Linked DNA regions of Mus musculus: region 2 is linked to region 1. The links are chromatin contacts, called in public promoter capture Hi-C maps. All regions are on one chromosome and are shown on one strand. The core of a region is the stretch at or near the end of the contact, and the rest is flanking DNA. Distances in the headings are between cores, read along the strand shown. Region 1 overlaps Lrrc9 (leucine rich repeat containing 9). Region 2 has its middle 11 kb from the start of Ppm1a.

Evidence for each region. Capture Hi-C pulls out chosen DNA fragments and counts their contacts.
Region 2: a contact with region 1 is called in a promoter capture Hi-C map of liver. The contact joins two enhancer-like sites. A contact is called at or near these places in 1 of 115 datasets of contacts at active chromatin or transcription factors (embryonic stem cells) and 2 of 9 other capture datasets (adipose tissue and liver).

The regions. Positions count from the first base shown.
Region 1 is chr12:72,486,535-72,493,979 of GRCm38.p6, forward strand. Lrrc9 (leucine rich repeat containing 9) reads left to right here. Exons shown (of 32, transcript NM_001142728.1): 23 at 461-583. Among named protein-coding and RNA genes, the nearest start is that of Pcnx4, 46 kb to the right of the region's middle. Within about 2 kb of position 3,622, at least 51 of the 459 cell types and tissues checked have an H3K27ac peak or open chromatin away from gene starts, as enhancers often do. A contact at or near this core is called in liver, where this site is marked.
Region 2 is chr12:72,746,886-72,754,330 of GRCm38.p6, forward strand. No RefSeq gene overlaps it. Among named protein-coding and RNA genes, the nearest start is that of Ppm1a, 11 kb to the right of the region's middle. Within about 2 kb of position 2,831, at least 49 of the 459 cell types and tissues checked have an H3K27ac peak or open chromatin away from gene starts, as enhancers often do. A contact at or near this core is called in liver, where this site is marked.

The sequences.
Region 1 (7,445 bases), core at 2,372-4,871:
TATGTAAATGTACAAATGACAGCCATCTGATACAAGTATGGGATAACTTTTTATCAGCATACTTAATGGTGCAAAGTAATTTGTTTCATTATGACATTTACACGGCACATACAGTTGCTTTGATCATATCCCTACCCCTTTACTGCCCCAGCCTCCTGTTCCTCCTCCTCCTCCTCTTCCCACCCACAATATTCCCCTTCTACCTTCATGGCCTTTCTCTCCACTAGCTCCGTGTATGAGTGAAATTCTCTCCACTGGCTCCAAGCCTGAGCGAAAGCACATAGTATTTGTTTTTCTGAGACTACCTTATTTTCCACGAACACTCATTCTATGATAGATATAATTATATATATGATATAATTGAAATATTAAAATTCAAGGTTGTCTAACCTCTGGGAATATAACTTGATGGGGTATGATTTGCATATGTACATAAGTTGAATGTATTCTCATTGTCTAGGGTTTATGCAACTTGGTCATTCTAGACATGTATGGAAACATTATTATATGGAACCAAGAAAACTACCGGTTCTTTGTAATATTTCATCTTCCAGAACTGAAAGCCTTGGATGGAGTCTCAATTGTAAGTTGTTTTTATGAATCATAACATTTGATCCACAGTGCATATATTTGTATAATCCAGGTCATAAGCATTTTGAATATTGATTTTTCTCTAGTATTATACTGAACCCCACCATGCTTATTAAAATCTACTTCTCCAAAGCTCTTTTTTGTTCTGGATTTTACAACTCTTTTACCTAGCCAATTCTTAATGGTCTTAACTTGAGGCAGAGAGGAAAGATGGTGTTTACCTTTTCATACGAGGAGGAGAAGGATTTGGTGTCTCCAGACTGAGGAGTGAGCTCAGCAGGTCAGGAGCCCATAGCACAATCGCGAGGCACTGAGCTTTGCATCTTATCCCTAGATACTATGTGAGATGGGAAGCAGAAACAAAAGAATCCTCAGAGGCTTTGGGCAGGTAGCCTGCTATACTTAGCTCTGAACAACAAGATAAAAAGGCAAGACCAGTGCCTAAGATCATTCCCTGACCTCCATATACACACACCTGTACCACAGACACTCAAAACAAAAAAGAGCCTTTTCAGTAAAGAGCAGCAACTGGAGGCGAAGCTTAGTGTTGAGTCATTTCCTGGTGTGTGAAGGTCTGGGTTGAATCTCTAATAAACGCTGCAGCTGACAAGGCACAATTCCATGAGGCAGAGTAGAAGGCCACACCAGAGCACCGTCATCCTCTTAGGCTTCAGAACTGTTTCTAAGTTCCTGGGGAAATACAGTGTTGGCAATTATGGAAGATATTTGAACCCACAAAGATAGTATAGCAAGATTACTTTTAAAATTGTAAATAGAAAACCCAAGGTGTTCATGAGGGACTCCCAGGCTCCGTGTAACAGGATAAGTGCCCAAAAATCCTATGCAGGGTGCAGTTTCCCAGTGTAATATTATCTAGCTCTCATCAAATAAAAATGTACATCAAATTTTCTAGAAAATGGAAAGACAACTCCTGGTGGTTTAATACTCTGAGACACTCTGGAGAGATTACTAATCGCACGCTTTTCAATAAAACCTCCCATTCCAATAAATGCAAATTCTTCAGAAGTGTGCATTTTGCGCTCATTCAGTCACTAAGGGTGGATTTCTTCTTCTTTTTTTATTAGATATTGTCTTTATTTACATTTCGAATGTTATCCCCTTTCCTAGTTTCCCCTCCGAAAATCTCCTATCCCTTTCCCATTCCCCCTGCTCCCCAACCCACCCATTCCTGCTTTCTGGCCCTGGCATTCCCCTATACTGGGAAATAGAACCTTCACAGGACCAAGGGCCTCTCCTCCCATTGATGACTGACTAGGCCATCCTCTGCTACATATGCAGCTAGAGCCACAAGTCTCACCATATGTTTTCTTTGATTGGCGGTTTAGTCCCAGGGAACTCTGAAGGTACTGGTTAGTTCATATTGTTGTTCCTCCTATGGGGCTGCAAACCCCTTCAGCTCCTTGGGTACTTTTTCTAGCTCCTTCACTGGGGACCCTGTGCTTGTCCAATGGATGACTGTGAGCATCCACTTCTGTATTTGTCAGGCATTGGCAGAACCTCTCAGGAGACAGCTATGTCAGGCTCCTGTCAGCAAAATCTTGTTGGCATCTGCAATAGTGTCTGGATCTGGTGGTAAAGGTGGATTCTTGTGCATAGTCTTACATAACTCGTATTGCATGCATTCTATATATGTTGAAGCTCTTGTCCTTCTTATTAACTGCCCTCATTTGAAAGGTGTCATGAGAAAATACATTTAGAAAATACATAAATGTAGGGGGAAAAGGTCTTGTTCTGTTCACTAACTGTAAATATTATGTATTTCCTTTTTCATTTTAGCATCGCAAAAGCTCAGGGCCAATTTTATGATACAATAATAGAAATTCTATAGGACATTACATTCTCCCTGTCTCTAACCCTAGTTTTTAATCTGTTCTAATTTATGTTGTTCTTGTTGAGTTTGTTTGTCTGTCTGTCTGTTTGTTTGTTTGTCTGTCTGTTTGCTTTTGAGACAGGGTTTCTCCATGTTCTCTGTGTAACCCCCCTGACTATCCTGGAACTCCTTCTATAGACTAGGCTTACATCTAACTCACAGTTCTGCCTGCCTCTGCCTGCTGAATGCTGGAATTAAAGGTGTGTGCCACCACTGCCTGGCTTAACTTACCTTGTCCTTAGTCTTGATCTTCTTCATCATGTATTATTTGTGCTTTTATTGTTTTCTTACATGCTTCCTGTAAGCTGCTCTAAGTTCTTTGTGGAATGGGGTTACAAATCTGTGAATTAATAATGGGGTATGAAGACCAGGCTGAAGAATTAGACTTCAAATTAAAGAGAACAAGAATATGTCGAATAGTTTTCAGGAGTGTAATTACATATCTAGAACTGTGTATTAAGAATTCTCATCTAATAGCAGTATTTATGGCAGCAAAGAAGATTACTAAAATATACCAGGAACAAATAATGAGAAACTGGACCAGAAGGAGGTGACTTTAAAAATAGAAAGATGGCTGGGCAGTGATGATGCATGCCTTTAATCCTAGCACTCCAGCAGATCCTAGCAGAGGCAGGCAGATCTCTGTGAGTTTGAGGCCAGCCTAGTCTATATAGTAAGTTCCAAGACAGCCAGGGCTATGTAGAGCAGCCCCATATCAAAAAACAAACATAAAAACAAAACAAATGAATAAATAAATAAAAGCAGAAAACTGAGACTTATGAAAAGCAATGGGGCCTCTTCAGTCACACCACCCAAAATGTGTCTGTGCTCATCTAAGCTTGTAAGCTAAGCAGGGTTCGGCCGAGTTGGTATTGCACAGGAGAAATTCTGGGAGAAACTGACAGAATTTATCAGCCATACACAGCAAACATGAAAAGATACCTACTGCTGGGGTCCAGGAATCCCCCCACAAACCACTCAGACCCTGGTCTCAGTCAAACAAGAACATTGAACACCCACACCAAGACTGATCTATCAGGGCATAGCATAGACTCAGGAGCTAAGACTGAGACCTTGAATGTTTCTCAGGGCCAGTTTATAAAGGCAAACACTGCAATGAGCTCATACGTAGCTTCAGGGTGGCGCAAGCTATTTTGGCTAGCTAAACAAAATAGTTGTAACTGACCTTGAATTTGATTGGTCCTAAGTGGAGCCTGTGATTGTGAAATTGCCCAAAAAAATAGCAAAGCTGAGAACATAACAGGATATGTGGTCAGTCTGACCTTCCAGAAAGAATTTTCTATGTCAGCATTACAACAACAATATGAAATGGCTGGCAGGCATGAAACGAAAATGACTACAGTTATGCTAGGGAGTCAGGTGTTAATGTCTACAGAGTTTGCAACTACAATACAAGTGTTAAAGAGGGGCTTGGGCTTACTACCTCTTTGGATTCTTGGCCTTCATAAACGAAACTCACTAGGAAGCTTAAGGTCAATTTTACTAATGTTTAAGAGGAAACAGCAGGGCAAGCAAGTTATAGATCTTGGCAGCCATTGGGAAAGGTATATGAAAGGAAGGAAGAGAGAAAGTCTTGCCTTGAGTTGGGTCAGCAGCCTGTCACATGGCAGCAAGTAGGTACAAGACAAAGGAAGTAGCTTCAGAGGGTAGTAAGAAGACCCATGATGCTAGAGAAAACATGTTTAGGCTTTGGTAAAAGAAAAAGAGAAAGTTATACTGTTCTGGTGGCTAGACCTTAAAAGATCAGCACAGTGATGGATCCATGGGTGACCACACTGGGGGAGATAGGCTGAAGAAAAAGCACATTATCTCACTAAGGGGAAAATTATTCCTCCCAGTGCTTCAGCACAGCTTTGAATGAATAAACCTTCCTGAGAGGTGAGGCCTTGAGAAGGTAATTGACAGGTTCTGGTGAATTAGCCCTTTTCCGCCCCTTCATTCTTTTTAATTGGTATTTTATTTATTTACATTTCAAATGTCCTCTCCTTTCCCGGTTTCTCCTCTGCAAACCCCTTATCTCATCCCCACCTCCTGCTTCTATGAGGGAGCTCACCCACCCACTCCCACCGAGGAAACAATAGTATGTCAGGTCTCTACATTCAAGCCAGAGGCTGAGTCCATGCTTTTGACTAGGAGGAAATAGATTTCCCTTAATGAGCACCAACAGATCCCTGATAGTTATAGTCACCAAGACTACTGTAACAATAAACAGGCCCCAATAAAATAGAAGAGAGGCAACTTCCAGGGAGGAGACTTTCAGACGAATTACATCTCATGACACATTTGATTATCTGACTGGAAATATCAAGCAGGCGGTTGAAATCATAGACTAAATTTGGATATAGAAATTTAATCCACATTCTTTTTAAGAGTCAGAAACAGCTTGAAAAGAGCTGACAGTTAAACTGAAAGCATTTGTAAGGCTGTCTAAAAAAAAAGAGAGAGAGAGAGAGTACAGAATGCAAGGAAGTCTGGGTAAGGCTTTGGGGTGAGGGGTTATCCCAGCACCCAGTTTCCTGAGGAAGGCAGTGAAGTGATATGGAGTCAGCCATCAGGGCTAAAGATGCCTCTGCCTGTGAGTTATATGGCCAAAAGCCACTGGCTTCTGGGTACTAACTCCTGTATAGCAGCAGAGAAAAAGAAACTTAATTACTTTGGTTCTTTTCTGTTTGACTCAGATCCCTCACTGGCTAGGTGAGAGGCTTGGAGTTCCTTAACTCTTAGTGAGCCAGAAAGAAGAGAAAAGAAAAAAGAAAAGAAAAGAAAAAAAAAAGAAAAGAAAAGAAAAGAAAAGAAGAGGAAAGGAAAGGAAAGGAAAGGAAAAAGGAAAGGAAAGGAAAAAGGAAAAAGGAAAGGAAAAAGGAAAAAGGAAAGGAGGAAGGGAAGGGAAGGGAAGGGAAGGGAAGGGAAGAGGGAAGGGAAGGGAAGAGGGAAGGGAAGGGGAGAAGGGAAGGGGAGAAGGAAAGGGGAGAAGGGAAAAAGGAAAAGGGAGAAGGGGAGAAGGGAAAAAGGAAAAGGGAGAAGGGGAGAAGGGAAAAAGGAAAAGGGAGAAGGGGAGAAGGGAAAAAGGGAAAAAGGAAAAGGGAAAAAGGAAAAGGGAAAAAGGAAAAGGGAAAAAGGAAAAAGGGAAAAAGGAAAAAGGGAAAAAGGAAAAAGGGAAAAAGGGAAAAAGGGAAAAGGGAAAAGGGAAAAAGGGAAAAGGGAAAAGGAAAAAGGGAAAAGGGAAAAGGGAAAAGGAAAAAGGGAAAAGGAAAAAGGAAAAGGAAAAAGGAAAAGGAAAAAGGAAAAGGAAAAGGAAAAAGGAAAAGGAAAAGGAAAAGGAAAAAGGAAAAGGAAAAAGGAAAAGGAAAAAGGAAAGGAAAGGAAAGGAAGAAAGAATGGAAAGGAAGGAAGAAAGAATGGAAAGAAAGAAAAAGGCACACTTAGAGACACATGCATACTAGATGAAGCTAAAGAAGGCTGCACCACCATTTTCTTGTTGTTCTTAGTTTTTATCTTTTGCCAGGATAATTGGTCACGTGATTTTCTAAGAATTTTTACATTCTATGAGTTCATACTAAGTTTAAGGCAATATTTTGTATCATAGATAAGATTTAAGGAATTACAGCAGAGTTGTTTACATGCCTTTCCATTAAAACTATTACCTGACTAAATATTCACTATCTGTTACTAGATCCATAAGTTCATTATAAGTTTAAAGCAATGTTTTTATGTCATACGTTAGCAGGGTTTTGTCAAGAGATAAATTATCTGCCTTGTATCTCATTATTTTGAAGTCTTGTATGGATAAACTAGTCCATCATTTATTTTCTGTCCTTGCACCTATAATAAATTGCCCATTTTCAGTTTATTACTTTAGTTACCAGATAATGGTCTCATACCTAACCTAGAAAGAATGTTTTCCTTCATCATAAATTTGCTCCAAGCCTGCTTTCTTTTCCTAATGCAATTAGCCTGTGACACATGAGGGTTTATGTAGCTCTATTTGCAGCTTTTATTCTGTGTGGGGCTTGAAAGTGTTTGTATGAATTTAGGAATTCTATAAAATCATTAGGAATTATGACACCACTTTGCCTATACAGCATTACTACATGAAAGTACATCTTCATATTAACTCTGCAGGAAATCTGCCCAATAGTGCGAGCTAATGCCCAGGAAACATTAGCTTATGTAATAGCTAATGGCAGGACACGCATCTCAGCAATAAGACGCAATCCTGGAAGGAAGTCTCTAAGGACCCTGCAATCTCAGAGCTCGCCCATCTCAGCGATGCAAAATGGTGGCCGTCTCCAGAAAAGTCACTTGCTTGCCATAGCCTTTCCTAGATGGCTTCTGACAGGCTTTAATGCTTTGCCTAGGAAACCTAAAATGAGAAAGGGAAGGAAGAAAAGCAGTGAGGAGTGGGAGCAGAGGGAAGTCAAGGGCAGCACTTGCCCGGAGTCTTCCTAGCTGCGAATAGACCAGGAATGGCACAGGCCAAAGCACTGTGCACACAAGGACTGAGAGATGGCGCAGGACTAGTTTCAAGTGGGACAGTTCTTTATTCTTACATTGTTAGCTAAGTGAAGATCAAGCCTGTGAAGAGCTAAAGAGCTCTCTAGGCAGGTGCGACTTCATTTTATTCCATCTTCCTACATAGTTTTAAAAATGTAAAAATGCAAAACTCATTTTGCATGAAGAGTATATATCTTCATTTCAAATATGAAGTCTTTATGAGTTTAGAAATATAAGAAGGGAGGGTTAGTAAGTGTTGATCAAATGACTTACCAGTTTTATCTAACACAAACTGAAAAATTACTGCCCTTGGAATAACTACCTGGCTATATTATTTTTCAAGATTAAAATCCTTTCATAACATATATCTCTTCCTTGCTGGTAGTTGATATTTTTGTTTGATCCAAGTACATTCATAATTGCTAAAGTGTTTTTGTGAGACCTGATT
Region 2 (7,445 bases), core at 1,581-4,080, 260 kb after region 1:
CAGTTGAGACAACAGGGGGGTCTGGGTCCTATAAAGAAGTCACTGATATTCACTTGAAAAGACAGTGTGTATGGCTGGACAGACAAGGCTTGCATTGGTACCTGGCACCAGTATGAGTAACTCTTCTAATGGGATGGGCTGTCCTCAGGGCCCACATTGGCACCACAGGTGATTCAAAACATGGTGATTCAGAGGTACTTTATTCAGAGCCAAATGGCTTAGGAAGCATTGCCCGAATTAATGTGCTCCAATGCAGAAGCAGTTGCTTGAACTTGCAAAAGAAAGAAACAAAAGAAAGACATGAATCAGGGGGACCTGAGAGATGGCTTGGTCAGCAATGCTTGCTGTGCAGGCAAGAGGACCTCAGTTCATATCCCCTGCACCTCCATAAAAAGACGAGTGAGGATTGCCAGGTGTGGTGCCCATGACTTAGTGCCAGCACTCAAGACGCAGATCTCTGAGTCCAGACCAACCTGCTCTATATATTGAGTTTCTAGGCCAACCTGGTCTACATATGGAGTTCCAAGCCAGCCAGGGATACATAGTGAGACCCTAAAAGGCTAGGTTAGTTTTCGTTTGTTTTAAAGGATGTGGCAATATGTTCCTGTAACTCTCCAAAGCCAGTGAGACAGACAGAAGAATCCCTGGGGCTCATTGCTAGTCAGCCTAGGTAAGCCCCATTCAATAAGAGCTCCTGTCTCAAAACAGTAAGGAGGAGAGCAACTGAAGAAGAGACCCAGTTTTTGACCTCTGGCTGCTACATACACAAAGGCACCCATGTATGTATATCAACATAAATAAGGAAAGACAAAAAGGAAGGAAGAGATGAAGGAAAAGAGAAAGACATTTACCAAATAACTCAATGAGGACATTGGAAAGGTGGGTTACAAGGATGGAGAGAAGGCTCAATGACTAAGAACACTTGCTACTCCTCCAGAGGACCCGAGTTCGATTCTTAGCACCTACATGGCAGCTCACAATTAACTTTAACTCCAGTTCCAGGAATCTTTTTGTTTTGTTTTGTTTATTTGTTTTATTTGTTTGTTTGTTTTTGGAGACAGGGTTTCTCTGTATAGCCCGTATAGCCCTGGCTATCCTGGAACTCACTTTGTAGACCAGGCTGGCCTCGAACTCAGAAATCCACCTGCCTCTGCCTCCCAAGTGCTGGGATTAAAGGCGTGCACCACCACGCCCGGCCCCTATTCACTTTATTTATTTTTTTTTTTAAAGACTTTTTATTTATGTATGTATATATATATTTATGTATATATGTAAGTACACTGTAGCTGTCTTCAGACACACCAGAAGAGGGAGTCAGATCTTGTTACGGATGGTTGTGAGCCACCATGTGGTTGCTGGGATTTGAACTCTGGACCTTCGGAAGAGCAGTCGGGTGCTCTTACCCACCGAGCCATCTCACCAGCCCCCCTATTCACTTTAAATCTTGATTTACTCTCTTGCTTTACAGAGTTGACAGGTGGCTTCTCGTTGCCATTTATAAAGCAGAAGTAACAACAACACTTACTTTGCATAGTTATTGGCACAATTAAGTAAATGATCCATAAAGATTCTTAAGTTCTGACAGGCAGGAAGTGGTCACGGGTTTGTACTGTCATGGTGTGCATGGTGTTTAGCCTAATTCATCTCAGATGTCAAGGACTGTGACTCACATGACCTCAAACCTTTCATAGAGGACTCGCTTTGTAGTCTTTTACTTGATATGAAATAGACAAAAGGATCTAAGATGTCATGGAACATCATGGCTTTTACTTTTGTTACATGGTGTGTGTGTGTGCATGGGTGCTTGTGTGGGGTGTGAGGGTGCGTGCATAGATCAGAGGACAACTTATGGAAACTGATTTTCTCCCTTCTACCTCATGGATCCCAACCATCAAACTCAGTTCTTCAGACTTGTCAACGGGGACCTTTGCCCGCTGAGCCACCATGCAGGTCACTTAGTGTGGCTTTTAAATACCTTTTCCTAACAGTGCCTTTGAGAAGCTCAGTGAAAGGCAAGAGAAGTTTTACAGCCTGTCTGGGGTGTGCGTTGCATGTATTTCAGTTTCAGGAGGAATGGATCTGTGATGATGGTCTGACCGCCCCCGAACCAGTGTTTATGGGTACATAATCCAGATATGACACATGACTCACCAGGCAGTATAAGTCACTGGGACTCTGTTGAGCCAAACTGAGCCAAAACTTTTCTTTTGGCATTGCATGCCCCAAGGACTCACACTGTTCCCTCTGGCCTTTCTAAGCTCTTGTGATTGACGACACAAAAGAGTGGTGTGTGTGTGTGTGTGTGTGTGTGTGTGTGTGTGTGTGTGTGTGTTGCCTACTTGGACAAAGATCAGTTCTTTTGCTGCCTTCCTGGCTGGTATAGAAGTAGTTTAAAGAAAAGTTCAGATTCCTATACTTTACTAAATATTCAAGAATTTGGAATTGGAAAAAAAAAAAAACAGCAATAGCATTGATGAGGCTAAAGCGTGATTTAAAAAAGGGCATTACAGTATATTTGTGTATCCTTTCCTATTTAATGGTGTTTGACCCATAGGCGCTTAGTCAGTGCTTGATTTAAACAAGAGATCATTCTTCCTAGAGTGAAATACTTATTAGTGACACTACCTGTTGTGTTGGCTGAGCTTAATCCAGGATTCCACAGAACAGCTCTACTGATTCTATTGTGAAATATATCTTGGCTGATTTTAATGACTAACTATAAAAGGTCTAATAATCATAGTTTTTACCCACATGGCGGAGGGCAATGTTTTGTATTGCTTTGCTTTGAAGCAGATGTTCTCTATTGCATCTCTGGCTGGCCTCAAACTCACCCTGTAGTCTATGTTGGCCTTGAACTTGAATCCTCTTGTCTCAGCCTCCTGATGCTGGAATTACAGGCCTGGCTGTAGAGTAAAATTTCATCACTAAATTGGATGAAGGCGACAAGGCACACACACATGACTGTTCTGTCCTGGGCTCCTCAGACTGTTACTGAGGTTTGTGCTTGAGGTTTGTTTTTTGTTTGTTTGTTTGCTTTGACATATTTCAACAACACATGCCAAGGCAACTTGCTTCCCATGGGTTAAAGCTTTTCCTTCCACAGGGTCTTGTGTGAGGACAGCTTCGGTATCATCCTCACTAGAGAGCATGAGATAGAAATTAACCGGCAAATAATTTTCTTCAGCCATCAGGTTTATATTGAGAGCAAATGTAAACGGTCTAAGTAGTGAGATTGTTGCAAGAATAAGCAGCTGAACTCCTCAAGTGTGCCTCTGCCTTCTCTATACTTAACCCGGCATTTCCTAGGAGGTACTCATCCTTGCTACATTTTGCTAGTTTCCTAAGAAAGGTTACTTGATGAGTCATTGGCAGAAGTATCCAAATATAGCTTCCAGAAAATAGAATCCTGAGCCCCGGTAAAACAGAGCTTTGAAAAGGCTACAGCCTCACAGCCAAAGTGCGATCACTTCCTGCAGGAAACTATTTTCTCCTTTTCTTTAATGACAAATAGAATTGACATTAAAAGATTTTTTTTCCTTTGTGCTTTTGCTTTTGTTTTCCTAAAGATCTATTTCCTATGATACAGGAGAGCAAAATAGAAGTTGGATCATGCCATCCCTCAAAAGCAAAAACAAACAACACCCCCCAAAACCAAAAAACAAGAAATCACAAAAACAAAACCACCACCACCACCACCACCACCAACAACAACAACAAAACACCCTAACACCCCTAAAGTGATTCCTATGGGAAACTTTTTATTATTGCCCCTTTGCCCCCATCTATCACCACATACATACTCCTTCCATCAGCGTGCCCCAGACATCCCAGACTGGCATCTATTCCTGGACATGCCAAATTCACTCCCACTCCTGGGCCTTTGACCTTGTTGAGATAGTTCCTCCAGACATCACATGGCTGCTTTCCTCTGTCATTCAGGCCAGCTCAGCTGCCAGCCTCCTCCTCTGACAGACATACTCTGACTATCCATGCCAAGTAACCTGTCCTTTGTTCCTTCATCGACCCTGACTCTGTGTGGGCCTACTTTGCTCTGTTTATAGTGCTATCTATCTCCTTCTGCATTGACCCTGATTATTTTCTCTTGATCTAGGTAATGCTGAAATCTATTTCCCTTTACTGAGTGACCTGGAGTATCTAGGAGTCTAAAGTTTAGACCCAAAACCAAATGGGACCTTTGATACAGATGGCACAAAGGGGAAAACACAAACGTGGGCCAGTAGTGGTGGGGTAAGTGGAGGTCTACAGAACGCTCACTCCATGGGCCTTCACTAAGCTAAAGAGCCTTGCAAAGAGTGATTTGGGTCCTCTACCTGGCAGCTGCAATGGGACTTACAATAGAGGATCTTCGCTTTATCATGCTATCGCTGTTATTTAAAATGTCCCATTCACATGAGCTTAAAATAGCAATTCTACCTCCCAGCTCTCAGATCAGGTACAATGTGGTAGGATCTTATCTGTGACCAGAGGACTAATCTCTGTTCCAGATGAGGACATCGGGCTTGAGAAAGGTTAAACAACTTGTCCACCCCTAGTCACATCAGAGGTGGCCCTTGAACTCAGATCTCTTATGGTGGACAAGATGTAGCCTTTCTGACTCCAATACGTTTAAAAGGCTTTTGAATGGCAGTTTTTAGAATCCCCACCATTCTCTACTGTGTTACACTCAGTTTGATGTAACTAACACTGCTCCAGTCTGGCCTCTTCTCCAAGTGCTTGAGTTTTCTGGGGTTTTAAAAGTTGACTTAGTTTCATGTAGTGCCAGGAACGGACCCCAGCCTCAAGCAGGCAGGACAAGTCCCACCCCAGCCTTGAGCTTTCACTCTCTGATCCTAACCTGAATTCCTCCCACTACCTCCTGCTTTCTGTAGAGGCTCCTGCTGTGGTTCCCTCCCTTAAGTTCCAGCCTGAACATGGAAGAAACATGGGTGTTGCTTTTTTTTTTGTCTTATAAGAGTTGCAAGTATGTGGAAAAGAAACAGGAGAGAAGTCTTCCTGTGTGGAGAGACAAGAATGAACAGATGGCTGAAGGCAAAATTCTAGGAACAGCGACAAGTTTGCACGGGCCAGGAGAGGTTTTGCTGTGTAATGGACACCTCTTCCTTCTCCCCAACGCCGGGTTGGTGAAGATAGATACGGTCAGGATTGCCCCGGCATTTGCCGTTGTATCTGAGGGCTTGGTGAAGATATGGTCAGGATTGCCCCGGCATTTGCCGTTGTATCTGAGGGCTTGATGTTTTGTTTGAGGGCCTGTTCAGTCTTATTGTTTGCAAAATCTGAAAAGAGTCAAAAGGAGAAAGCAAGCCATTCTAAGAAATCCCGACTAGCTTTGTGACAGCAACTGTGACTAGAAAATCAAGTTGTCCTGTGTTTGCAAAGAAGCTCTTTCTCCTGACATTCTCTTTTGTACATATGTACAAATACATCTGTACATATGGTATGTATGTGTGTGTGTGTGTATATATATATATATGTGTGTATATATATATATATATAAATTTTTTTCTTGGCAAAGTTATGAAAATTAAATTTGATCACACTCATAAAGGGGCCTATTTTGAAGCATGTTATGGTCTAGGCCAAGTTCTGTCTGTTTCCTATATTGAAAGGAGATCCCACCCCCGACCTCTCTGGATTTTTTTTTTTAGACAAGGTTTCTCTGTATAGCCCTGGCTGTCCTGGAACTCACTTTGTAGACCAGGCTGGCCTCGAACTCAGAAATCCGCCTGCCTCTGCCTCCGGAGTGCTGGGATTAAAGGCATGCGCCACCACGCCCGGTTGTGGATTTTTTTTTGAAACAGGGTTTCCCTATCTATATAGCTCGGCCTACCCCAAAACTATGTAGACCAGGCTTCCCTCAAATTATGAGATCCACCTGCCTCAGCCTCTTGACAGCTGGGATTGAAGGCCTGCACCACAACATTCAGCTGGAAATTCTCAGTATTTGGTTCTGAATATATTCTGCAAAATGTAGTGACTCAGAGACTTTATACATCAAAAGGTTGCATTTGTTCAAGTCCTTCAAGAGAAAATGTATGTCTCTGCATTTAATTGTTCTAAATTTTAAATGACTTTGCTCTGTAATTACCATTTCACCAGACAATTAAAAACAAAAACAAACCTGAAAGATTTAAAGTGAATCTACAGTGAACAAAAATTCTTCAGATATTTAAGAGATAGGATCGGTGACCACCCGACTAAGGTACTGTTCCCAAAGGCAAAGGACCTGGTGTGCAGACTGACTTCATGACCTTCTGCCACATGCCACAGAAGAGCCGGTGCTCTTGCTGTGTGTACTTGAGTGCTCATAGTTATGAATAACCAAGTACAAAACCCAAAGTGGTTTTTATCAGTAAGAAGCATTGAACATCCCCTCTTCTGAGTCTGGCATGGTGGCACACGTACATCTTTAATCTTAGCACTCAAGAGGCAGAGGCAGGCAGATCTGAGTTCAAGGCCATTCTACCTAATCTACATAGTGCTCTAGGGCAAGCCAGGGAGGGCGATAGAGTGGGATGCTATCTGAAAGTTTACTAAATGATTAATCCCTACTTAAGGTAGGCAATTGCAGGGAGGCTGAGTGGTTTGCAGTCAGACTCATAGACTACCTATCACTCCTCTTCCCTGTGCTACTATTATCCTAGAAAATCCAGACATTCAGACTTGGACATAGACACACAACATACAACATGCCTATAGATAGCATGCTTTCCTCATGTGACTATTTTTTACAAAGCTTCCCAGATTCATCACCTCAAGATTTCTCAGGTCCTAGTGGCCATATCTATACCCCAAGTTGGTATTTCCTACCCTTTTCATGCCATGATACAACTAGACCATGCCTTCCGGATACAGAAGAGTTCCTGGATGAGGTAGCTGGCAGCTAAACTAGGAACCACTCAGGACTTGAGCATCTTAGTCTTGCTCTACTGTTCCAAGGGCTTAAGGCATCAATGCTCAGTCACACATTTTTGCCCATTTGAGGCATACCAGTGCATTCATAAATTGATATATAGTATTCATAACCTAACAATAATACTTCAGTGACAGACCACAGGTCTGGTTTTGTCTGTAATAAAGGGGACACTAAGTGGTGGTGGTGCAAACCTTTAATCCCAGGACTTGGGAGGCAGAGGCAGGCATATCTCTGAGTTCAAGACTAGCCTGGTCTAAAGAGTGAGTTCCAGGATAGCCAGAGCTACACAGAGAAACTGTCTCAAAACCATCAACAAGTATAGAGAATCCAGCAATATGGCTGCTTTGGCAAGAGATCACATCCAAAGATCTTCTATATCTATTTGATCCTGCTGGAATGCAGATATGCCCTGGATTACAGTATGATCTGGCTGGAATAAGACACATCCTTAGTGCATGCTTTTAATCCCTAACAGTTTGTTGAGTACATACACTTCAATACAGTTCAGACA